Linked DNA regions of Zea mays: region 1 is linked to region 2. Evidence: chromatin contacts called from public Hi-C data. All regions are on one chromosome and are shown on one strand. Each heading gives the region's core, a stretch centred on a gene start, on an enhancer-like site or on the middle of the called end of the contact. The rest is flanking DNA. Distances are from core to core; before and after follow the strand shown. Region 1 has its middle 34 kb from the start of LOC103635555. Region 2 holds the start of LOC100280482 (polcalcin Jun o 2).

Region 1 (5,319 bases), core at 757-3,256, 98 kb before region 2:
CTTTTTATATGCTTACCTTTATACCCCAATATCTATTTAAAACATTTCAGTTTACATGCCTTGACCACCCTTGTTTCTCGATGATCCATGAGCGATCATTTTATTTCGTACATCCTTGGTGATCTGCTTGTTTCCTCATAACTTCCCTCGGTAATGAATTTTCACTTCAACTGTTTTGTTGAAACCTTACATATTTTGCCCTTGATTGTTTCATCTACTCCGCCACTTTGCAAGTCTCGTCTTGACTTCACCCTTTGCTATGCTTTTGTTTGTTATCACCTTTACCTTCGTCGTCTCTTGATCTTACCTTGATGCTTATCTTATGCCTGCTCTTTAAAATCTCCTCTCTTCCATCTCAAGTTGAGAGTGGTGTTTTACTTATCCCACCCTTGGCTATATCCTCTCCTTTACAGCGTGCAAGTCTTGTCTTAACTCCATCCTTTGTTGTACTCATACCCTTGGTTCTTGTACACCTTCACCTCTTCTCTTACACCCTGGTCGGTTATCGCCTTTAACCCTTGTAATATCTATATCTTTACCTTGATGCTTACTTTGAACCTACCCTTTAAAGCCTCCTCTTTTCCATCCTAGTTCGAGGGTGGTGCTTTACCTACCTCACCTTTGATTGTTTCCTTTTCTTTGTCATCTTGCAAGTTTTGTCTTAACTCCATCATTTATTGTGCGTTTGTCTGTTATCACCTTTAACCCTTGTCATCTCTCAATCTTTATCTTAATGCTTATCTTGTACCTGCATTTTAAAAGCCTCCTCTCTCCCATTTTAGTTTGAGAGTGTTGTTTTACCTATCTCGCCCTTGGTTGTCCCCCTGCCACTTTGCATGTCTTGCTTCAGTTCCAACCTTGGTCGTGCTCATGCTCCTGTCTCATATGTCTTGTTCTTCTCCTCGTCTTTCGATGACCTTAGAGGGTAGTTTTTCCCTTTTAAAAAAAGACCACCATTTAGTTAAAAGGAACGTGCAGCAACGAGATGATTGTTGTGGTGTGCTTGTGTTGTTTGTCTTTGTGTTATGGCTGATTTCCTTCTTTGTGATGAGTGTTGATGCGTTGTGGCCATTTGCCCACAATGGCATCAGTTTAATAGGTGAGTGCAACATAGTTAGGTAGTTGGGTTCTCTTTTCCTGTTCTCTCTCTCTCTTTAATCTGTCTATGCTTACCCTTTTCTCTCTATCCTCTCCTCTTGCACCCGCTCAGTTAGCAGCCTCCAGAATAGTTCCTGCAGATAGCATTGCAAGTGGTGATGAACACAACACAACCTCCAGCTCCTCTAAATCGGTCAAGATCAGTGTCGGCAGCGTCTCCATCAAGTGCTTGGTAACAATACTCCTGTTAAGGGGGTTAGCGGTGAACCCTGATGATGGCAATGCAGTCAACATCATCTAACAAGATCAAAGTGGCACAGTGAAAGTGTGGTTGGCCCTAACCCACATGTCCTAGGATCCTCAAGGATGTCTCAGTTGGTCGTGAGCATCTGAAGGTCAAAGCAACCAGCCCGCGAGTTAAGCCGACAGAGTCAAAGTTGAATCGAAGAAGCTATGAACAATTGATGAACCAATCTTGGTTTTCTTTCTAACTTCTTCTTGAATCTCGGGGCGAGATTCTGTTAAGGGGGTTAGGTTTGTAACACCCTGAATTTTGGGGCATAAAAATTTCTTTGATTTATACTCAAAATTCAGGTGTTATCCTCTCTTTTCCTATCCCTTTATTCTTTTTCTAAAAGAGTAGAATTATTTTGTTTAGGCATGTATTAACTTTGCAAGTAAAACTCTATGGGAATTATGGTTGCTGCATCACATGCTGGAGCATCTATTTTTTGTATGATGAATTATTTTGGTGTGAATCCATTTAATCTTGTGAAGCATGTTTGAATTTAAATTCAAAAACTAAAACTAAATTCAAATATAAAAAAAGGAAAACACATTCCCTCTCCATCCTACAGCCTTTCGGCCCAACTGCGCCTGCGCGGAGATGCCTGTGCTCGGCCTCGCGCCCGCCATGTCTCTGCACCTGAGGGGTTCACCTGTGCACAGCCACACTCGCGCACGCGGACGCGCATGCTACGGGCCCTGCCCGTCAGCCGCCATGCCCACCGTTTCGCTGAGCCGTGGGACCTGCACGTCACCTCCTCCCCTCTCCTCCCGTAACCGCTCCTCTGCTCGCGTCGGCGTGGGCGCACCCACGTCATGCGGACTCTGGCAACTACATGCCCTCGACGCTTTGTTTAAACCCCCAGAACACCCACTCGATCTCCACTCCTCTCCAAACCGTGCTCCACTTCCCCCCCCCCCCACGCTCCTGCTCGCACCGCACCGCGCTCGGAGAACAGCCTGCAAGTTGGAGCTCCACCGCGCCGCCACGCCAAGCCGGCTCTGCGTCGCGCTTGGAGCACCGTCAGTCGCCGCACGTCACTTGCTCCGGCCACTCCCGTCTCTGGCAGCCGCGTGCCAGCACCGGCCCGTTCGCCGAAGTCCAGCCGTGTGTTGGCTGGCGAGCCCCGTCGGCTTCCGTGCTCCATCCGCTGCGCCGCTCGATGCGCCCAGCCGACACGTCACCTCCGGCGAGCGCCCACGGTTGACGCTGCCACACCCGTCCCGTCCGCGCGCTGAAGAGTCGACGCCCGCGTCTTCCTCTACCCGAGGGAGCCCCGCTCGAGCTTCATTCATAGGTGAGAATTCAAGCGCATCTCGTCTTCCCCGCTGCACCATGCGACACCGCCGCCGCGCGAGCTGCCGCCTCACATGCGGGAGCGCCTGACGCCATGCTGGCCAGCACTCGAGCCTGGAGCTGCCGCGCAGCCCTGGTCGCCGGCGTACGACCCCGGCCAGCAAGCCCCTAGCCCCCATGCGCGTGTCGTACGAAGAAGAAACGAGAAAACTGCCCTGGGCCACGATCTCAATATCTCATGCATAGCGTGCGAGAGGCCTCCAGCCCTCCGCGATCTCATGCATGGCTGCATGCAGCCGACAAATGGAAACCTGTCCCCCCTCATAATGGATCTTGGTCTTTCTGTGATAACTTTTCATGTGGCCTTTCGTGTGGTCGGTCTCTAGCCAATACGAATTAGCCATGTTACCAAACAACCGCAGCCCCAGTCCTTTTGCACAAAGCTCCCGTACACTTTCAGAATTAATATACTATTTTCCGAGTCTTGTGAAAATTATTTGCTAGACCTCAAAGTATATGGCTAATTATGAATAGGCCACCGGTTTATTAAATATCCATATCTTTTGCGTCAAAAGTTCGCTTTAGTCCGTTTCCAGTTGCGTTGGTTTCATAGTAATGTTGTCTATGCGCTAATAATATTATTTATTCATGTCACACATTTTAAATAATTTATTAAATACTTGTTTAACTAATGTTTATTAAATTGGTGTTCTAATTAAAATTTATCTAGTGTTTCTAACTTGCCCTTTATAAATAAATGTTAATATGACTAATGCCAACTTAAATGCTTTTGATTTAATTCTTGGTTAGTGTAATCGCGATGTGTTTAGCAGTTCTCATATGTCGCGTCATTAATAATCCGTGAATTGTTATTTTATTCAATATAGTATGCGTCGTAAACCGGTTTCGACTCATTTCCGCCGTGTCAACTTTGTAATAATGTCGACTACGTGTTAGTAACATTATTTTATCACGACACAGGTTTTAATAATTAATTAATAATTTATTTGTCTGACAGATATTAAAATGACAATCTAATTAAAACTAATTTATGGTTTTAATTTAAGCTTTACAAATACCTGCATATGTGGTTATACTCATTCAAATGTTTTTGAATTAATACTTGTTCAGTATAAACACGACATCTATTTAGTATTTCTCGCGTGTCGCGCGCGCTGTTTCGCACGTGGTCACGTGCTGATTCGCGCGTCGTTCGCGCTTGCCACGCGCGTTGTTTCGTGCGTCGTCCGCGCGTTGTTCGCGTGCGTCGTCGCGCTCACGCGTTGTCTGCACGTGTCGCGCGTGCAGATTACGTGCGCCGCCGCGCGTCGTCCGCGCGCTAAGTCACGTGTGTCCGCGTATCGTTCGCACGTGCCGTCCGCGCGCAGTCACGCTGTTTCGCGCGCGCCGCGCGCCTTGTCGCGCATCGTTAATTCACCTCGCTTAGAATCGCTCGTATTAATTAATTTACTCATTTAACCGACAGCTGTTAGCGTAGCAGATTAACTGGAACTAAGTAATAGCTCTAATTCACATTTGATAAATGTCGATTAATGTGTTTATGACGGGTTAAATATTCTAGTTCATATTCATATAACACAAACGCGATAACATCTCGACCGTCCCCGATGGTTGCGTTTCTTTTTCTCGCGTGACCGTAGAAGCGAGCCCTATTTCATATTGCATGCTTTTATAATGTTTTCCCTTGTATGGTATAATGTGCTTATGCATGTATATTTGTTTGCTCGTGCCTGTTCATGTTGGATACACGTCACGAATAGAACGCGATCCATTCCCGGGCTTCAGTGAATCGACGATCAAGTGTGGGTGATCCCTAGATCGTGCTCTTCGAGTTCTACAAGGTTGAAGACCCTGAGCATCTGTTTTGTGAAGGCAAGTGTCCTTTGACCTATTATGTCCCATTTACTTTATAATTCATCAACCCGCATACCATGATCAACCTAAGGATTGACTAGCTTTGTATTTACCTTGTCCTTGCTTACCTTTTGGGTTATTATGGTTAGCATTTTGCTATGGCCTTAACTTAATCAATGAACATGATGTGACTATTTATGATACGATACTGTTATCCTGATTATATTGTTGATCTTGTGATACTCTAGGGGGCTCAGGCTGTTTCCTGAGTACCTCTCCATAAGGACCTGTTCGTCGAGAGACCACCCGGGATAACAGTGCAACCATGAGGGTGGAATGGGGTGCCCTTAGCTAATTAATTAGAGGAACTAGAAGTGTAGTTGCTTCGCCGTCGTGCCGTCAATGGGGTCCAGGCATAGTGCTTGCTCTGCCGAGGCTGAGTGCCGAGGTTCTTTCGTTTTGTTTTTTAGTCACCCTCCTGCGGGGAGAGGTACTGTGTTTATCAAACTGGAGAAACCTAACGGGCAGCTATGACCTCTAGGGAATCTTTGTAAAGGCTTCGTAGTGAATCCCTGGCCATTCACCTTGGGAGTGAATAAGGGTCTTGCAAGCCCGGGCTAGAGAGGGAATCACGGCTCATGGGTAAAGTGTGCGACCTCTGCAGAGGGTAGTGAAACTGATATATCAGCCGTGCTCACGGTTAAGAGCGGCCTTGGGATCCTCTTTGATTAGAGTTACAGATGATTTGAGATATGATGATTATA
Region 2 (5,654 bases), core at 2,908-5,407:
GCATGTGGCTTTGTACTTAGGATATTTTGTGAAAGCCTCATAGTGGATCCCTAGCCATTCACCTAGGAAGTGTTTACGGGTCCGATCAACCCATGCTAGATGAGATACATGACTTGTGGGTAAAGTTGTACCACCTCTGCTGAGTGTAAAACTGATATGTCAGACGTGCTCATGGTTAAGAGCAACCTAGACCCTCACATGATAATTGAACTTAAAGATGGAAAATAAATCGTGATCTGATGATTCACAGATGTTTTGCTTAAGTGGTTTCACTTAAGTGTTTTTGATATAATTTTGTACTTATGTTTAATTGGGAATTTTGGGATACACTTACAATTAGTAAGTCAGACGTTGCTAATAAAATATTTGAAAGGGAAATAGGCTTACACCTTTTCCTAACTAATTTTAGTGGTTGAATTGCCCAACACAAATAATTGGACTAACTAGTTTGCTCTAGATTATGAGTTCTACAGGTGCCAAAGGTTCACAACAAACCAATAAAAAGTCCGAAAAAGGATACAAATATAGAGAGCAAAAGTCAGGCGAAGTGTGCCCTGGTCTGGCGCACCGGACTGTCCGATGCACCAGGGACTTCAACTCCGAACTGCTCACCTTCGGGAATTCTGGAGGCCGCTCCGCTATAATTCATCGGACTGTCCGGTGGAGCACCGGACAGTCTCCGGTGGCGCACCGGACTGTCCGGTCTGCCAGCGGAGCAACAACTATTTCGCGCCAACAGTCGTCTACAGAAGGCATTAAATGCGCTATAGTGCGCGCCAGAGTCAGAGCAGAGCCAGATGGCGCACCGGACAGTGAATAGTGCCTGTTCGGTGGCCCAGAAGACAGAAGCTCCAACGGTTGGAATCCAACGGCCAGGTGACGTGGCAGGCGCACCGGACAATGTCCGGTGGCGCACCAGACTGTCCGGTGCGCCATGCGACAACAACCTTCACCAAACGGCTAGTTTGGTGGTTGGGGCTATAAATACCTCCAACCACCCACCATTCATTGGATCCAAGTTTTCTGACTTCCCACACCTTACAAGAGCTATAGCATTCAATACAAGACACACCAAAGAGATCAAATCCTCTCCCAAGTCCATAGATCATTCCAAATCAAATAGTGACTAGTGAGAGAGTGACTTGTTCATTTGAGCTCTTGCGCTTGGATTGCTCCTTTTTCTCATTCTTTCTTGTGATCAACTCAATTGTAACCGAGGCAAGAGACACCAATTGTGTGGTGGTCCTTGTGGGGACTTTGTGTCCCGTTTGATTGAGAAGAGAAGCTCACTCGGTCTAAGTGACCGTTTGAGAGAGGGAAAGGGTTGAAAGAGACCCGGTCTTTGTGACCACCTCAACGGGGAGTAGGTTTGCAAGAACCGAACCTCGGTAAAACAAATCATCGTATGCTCAGATCCATATTGCTGCTTCTCTTGTCATAGCAAGAATGTTGGTCCTCCAACTTAAATGAGGAGGAAGGCAGAGACAACAACAATGGAGGTGGTTCACAGGTGCAAGTATGCTCAGATCCATATTGCTGCTTCCCTTGTCATAGCAAGAATGTTGGTCCTCCAACTTCTCCACCACAACCACAACAGACAACAACAATGGGAGGATACTGTGGAGAAGGGTTCGCATAATTTGGAATGTGGGAGCACTACTAGAAAACTCTTTTGTATCAATTGCTTTAAGCATGTTGATTTTCTTTATCAATTGTTTTAAATCGTCTTCATCAATTGCTTTTAAAGTCCAATTTGAATCCATAATAAGTAGTTCATTATCAAATAACATTGTTCGACACTAAATAATACAGAATAAGAACTTCATTACTACATAACATCAAATAAGCACCTAGACTATTGAGTGCAACGGGGTCATTTGCCCTTGCGAAATGCATCAGAGTTCTCCTCCATTGCGCCCTTTACACGACGTGCACGCTCAAGCTTCTTCTCCTTCTCCTCCCTGTATTCAGCAACACACCTCATTTCCTGCTCGTCTACCTGTTGTTGCTCGACCGCAAGCTCCTCTCGCCTTTTCTCTATCCTCCTTTTGTCCTATGCATCCTACTTTTTAAGATTCTCCAACCACTTCTTGTCTTTCTATGAGATTTCTGTGTCAATCCACTGCTCAAAATCACAAAGCGGTGGAGGAGTCTATAAAATATGCAATGATTAGTAGGCAAAGAAAACATGCACCACTTCGAGTCTTCAAATTGTTAACATATTTAAAGATTATTCTCACCATTAAATTCATCCGGCGCTAAACAATCATTGGCTCAAATGCATAGTTAGCACACATCCAATACCTCTGTCGATAGGTGTCATGATCCTCAGACTTGTCAACCTTGCAAGGATCACCACAAAAACACATAGGCACTAGAACATCAGTTGGCAAAGGCAGTGGGTCGAAGGCAGTCCCGGTCAAAGGACCCTTCCTAAATTTTGATAAGATCTATAAGAATCATAAATATAATAGACTCACAAATATAATTTAATACAACACTTACCTTTGTTTAGCAGATTTACCGCGCCTATACATCCTACAAATCGATAATATGTCAATAAAAATGCTTCTGAAAATGATATCCAAAACCTAACCATTACCCTATTAATCATACATAACATAACAACCTATAAAAAGGAGAGAACTTACTTTGATACAGAGTAACAATAGATCCAAGTCAATAATTTAGGTTGATGTCTGTCGTTTCGAAGAATAGAAATGAGCACAAAAACTACTGGCCGAAGGGGCATATTTATAGGTGCGTACCTCGGCGCCGTAGATCTTGGCGCCGAGATCCATGGCGCATACCTCGGTGGCAAGATCTACGGCGCCGACGTACGTGCCACGTCAGTTCCACCGTGGCCCGGATTCTGACCTATGCACGCCAAAAAAATTGGTGCCGACACGCAGAAGCTAGGCGCCAATGATGATGGCGTCGAGCCAGGGGTCCAGTTTTTGAAATAAAACCGCAAATGGGGTATTTGTGAAAAAACCCAAAAAGGTTAAATTGAAAAAGTTGGTTTGTGCGGGACGAGCTTGACGAACATCATGATGAAGGCGATGAAGACGCCGAGGCCATGGATGGTGCCGACAGTCCACATGAAGATCTTGCGATCGACGATAATGCAGTGTAGGTGGACATACTTTCTTCTTGCCGACCTAGACGCCTCCGTTGGCTCTCCTATCGCTGCTGCTCAACAACTCCACCAGCTATTCTTTTGCGCCCAATCGAAATGCCACGAGAAGGAACCGTTGGAGCGCGCGCAAGATTGGATTATGGAAAAACCCTCAGTGGCGTGTATTTGCGTGATGGCGACGCTCGAATTCGGGATGACGATAATTTAGGTGAAGAAAAAGGAAGAGCATTGGACATATGATTTTCGATTTTCAACTTATTAGCCGGCAAAAAAATTAGCTAGCAATAATTAGCCAAGTTATGTTTGGAGTCTTGAATAATTAGATGTCTTTTCTCTTTACACGATCTATTTGTATCTATTAGCAAGATCAAATGACTAATGTATAATCTATTTGAAGGCCAACAATTAGATAATATATTAGCTAGTCTGTTTAGAGACCAAGTGCTAAAATTAGTTCGATCCAAACAGGACCTTAGTATTCTAAAAGATGTTCTTAGCAACCAACATCCGTCGGCTAAGCTGGAGCACCCCTGCACGTGTTTGATATCCATGCCCGTGTCGAGGGAGGAGGCAAGTTGGGTTCCAACAATCCCGGTGCTGGATCCACGCGCCGCCGGATAATCTCCAGCTAGCCTGCGCGTCCCACCGCAAAATGCTATCCGTGCCGGCGGGCGGGGATCTCCACTACGCGTTTGTTCGTCGTCATCTGACGCGCGAACTGCAAAACCGACGAGCCCAAACCGTGCGTGCGCGCGGCTTGAGCTGGCTAGCTCCCGAAAGTTTGGCGGTGCGACCGACCCGGCTGTCCCACCTGCCAGCGCCGGCAGCATCCTAGTTCTCCTCCTCCCCACCCCACACCCGCCCACGCGTAACCGCCGCCCGCCTCCCGTCGACATAACGGAAGTTAACCACCGTAACCGCGTCCGCTTCACGCGGCCCGCCTATAAATCCCGTCGTCCTCCCATCTCCGTCCCTCCCTCCTCATCAACCAGCTGATTTCTCCATCGAATCTTGTCGGCAAAGCCAATAATCAATCACCAGCGACATCAATTCCTTGCCCGACCGCCCGGCCGCGCGTCGAGGAACCGCCGCACAGTTCCATGGGCAAGGTGCGCTCCTTCTTCTGCCGCGCCCGCAGCGGCAAGCGCGGTGGCTCCCGGCCAGGCTTGTCGTCCTCGTCTCTCTCGTCCCCGTGCCCCTCCGCGAGGAGGGCGTCGCCGCCGGCCGGGGACGAGACGGAGCGCGTCTTCCGCAAGTTCGACGCGAACGGCGACGGCCAGATCTCGCGGTCCGAGCTGGCGGCGCTGTTCGAGAGCGTGGGCCACGCGGCCACCGACGACGAGGTGTCGCGCATGATGGAGGAGGCCGACGCGGACGGCGACGGCTACATCAGCCTGCCCGAGTTCGCGGCGCTCATGGACTCGGCGTCCGGCGACGCCGACGCCGTCGAGGAGGACCTGCGCCACGCCTTCTCGGTCTTCGACGCCGACGGCAACGGCCTCATCACCCCCGCCGAGCTCGCGCGCGTCCTGCGCGGCCTCGGCGAGTCCGCCTCCGTCGCCCAGTGCCGCCGCATGATCCAGGGCGTCGACCGCAACGGCGACGGACTCGTGTCCTTCGACGAGTTCAAGCTCATGATGGCCGGCGGATTCGGCAGGATCGGTGCCTAGGAACAAGGATTCTGCCCTGCTCCGCTCCCCACAAAAAATTGGATTCATTTCATTCTATGTACATATATGCATGCCCTATAGATTTAGATCACACTGGAATCACGGAGATGTTTCCTAGGTCCGGATTATTTACACGCCCAGCGGCAGCACATAAAAAGCCCCCATTTTACTTACTAGTTTGGATGTCCAAACGGATTGTTTTGGCTTCATCAATTGCAATATTGAGTTTGCGCTCATTTGTGGTTCCAAAGTGACATTTCTCTTCTACATTTCCATTCTAATCTAAATTATATAATCTAGGAGAGAAACAAATACCCTCTTGGATAGGGATAATCTTGGGACTAGTTTGGGAGACACAATCGAAGGTGATTGGAGGGATTAAAATCTCTCTTTTATTTAAAATTGAATAAGATAGAGATTTTAGCTCCTATAATCTCCTTCGATTTTGTGACTCACAAACTAGTATATTTGGTGACTAGGGATCACGATAGGATCAATAGAGAGAAATCAATTTCTCCTCACGCCCCGTTTGGATCACTGGAATTGAATTCCATTCTAATAATAGTAATTTAGGCATATATCAATTAAGCTAATTCGGTTTTATGCAAAATATATTTGTATACTATTATTAGTAAGATGTCAGAGATATTTATGTGCTACATTTTTACTATTGAGGAGTGAGACGAAGAGTGTCATGTAAGTTATAGATTAGAAACCAATTCTAGTAATGCATAAAATCATTTTCCACCCTCCACCCCATGAATTTGAGATAGGCTTATATCTGAACTTTAGAAAGTGGTGGAATGTCAAATTCCAAACTAAATAAGTTACTTTATTGAGTGAAT

The links. Hi-C and Micro-C count contacts between places; a contact is called where the count stands out from the background.
Region 1: a contact with region 2 is called in a Hi-C map of tassel, with 3 times the contacts expected there. The contact joins the enhancer-like site here to the promoter of LOC100280482 in region 2. A contact is called at or near these places in 2 of 25 Hi-C or Micro-C datasets (leaf and tassel).

The regions. Positions count from the first base shown.
Region 1 is chr8:93,352,590-93,357,908 of Zm-B73-REFERENCE-NAM-5.0, forward strand. No RefSeq gene overlaps it. Among protein-coding and RNA genes, the nearest start is that of LOC103635555, 34 kb to the left of the region's middle. Within about 2 kb of position 2,007, at least 10 of the 20 cell types and tissues checked have an H3K27ac peak or open chromatin away from gene starts, as enhancers often do. A contact at or near this core is called in leaf and tassel, where this site is marked.
Region 2 is chr8:93,448,053-93,453,706 of Zm-B73-REFERENCE-NAM-5.0, forward strand. LOC100280482 (polcalcin Jun o 2) reads left to right here and starts at 4,158. Exons shown (of 1, transcript NM_001153402.2): 1 at 4,158-4,984. The coding sequence starts at 4,240. The coding sequence ends at 4,809.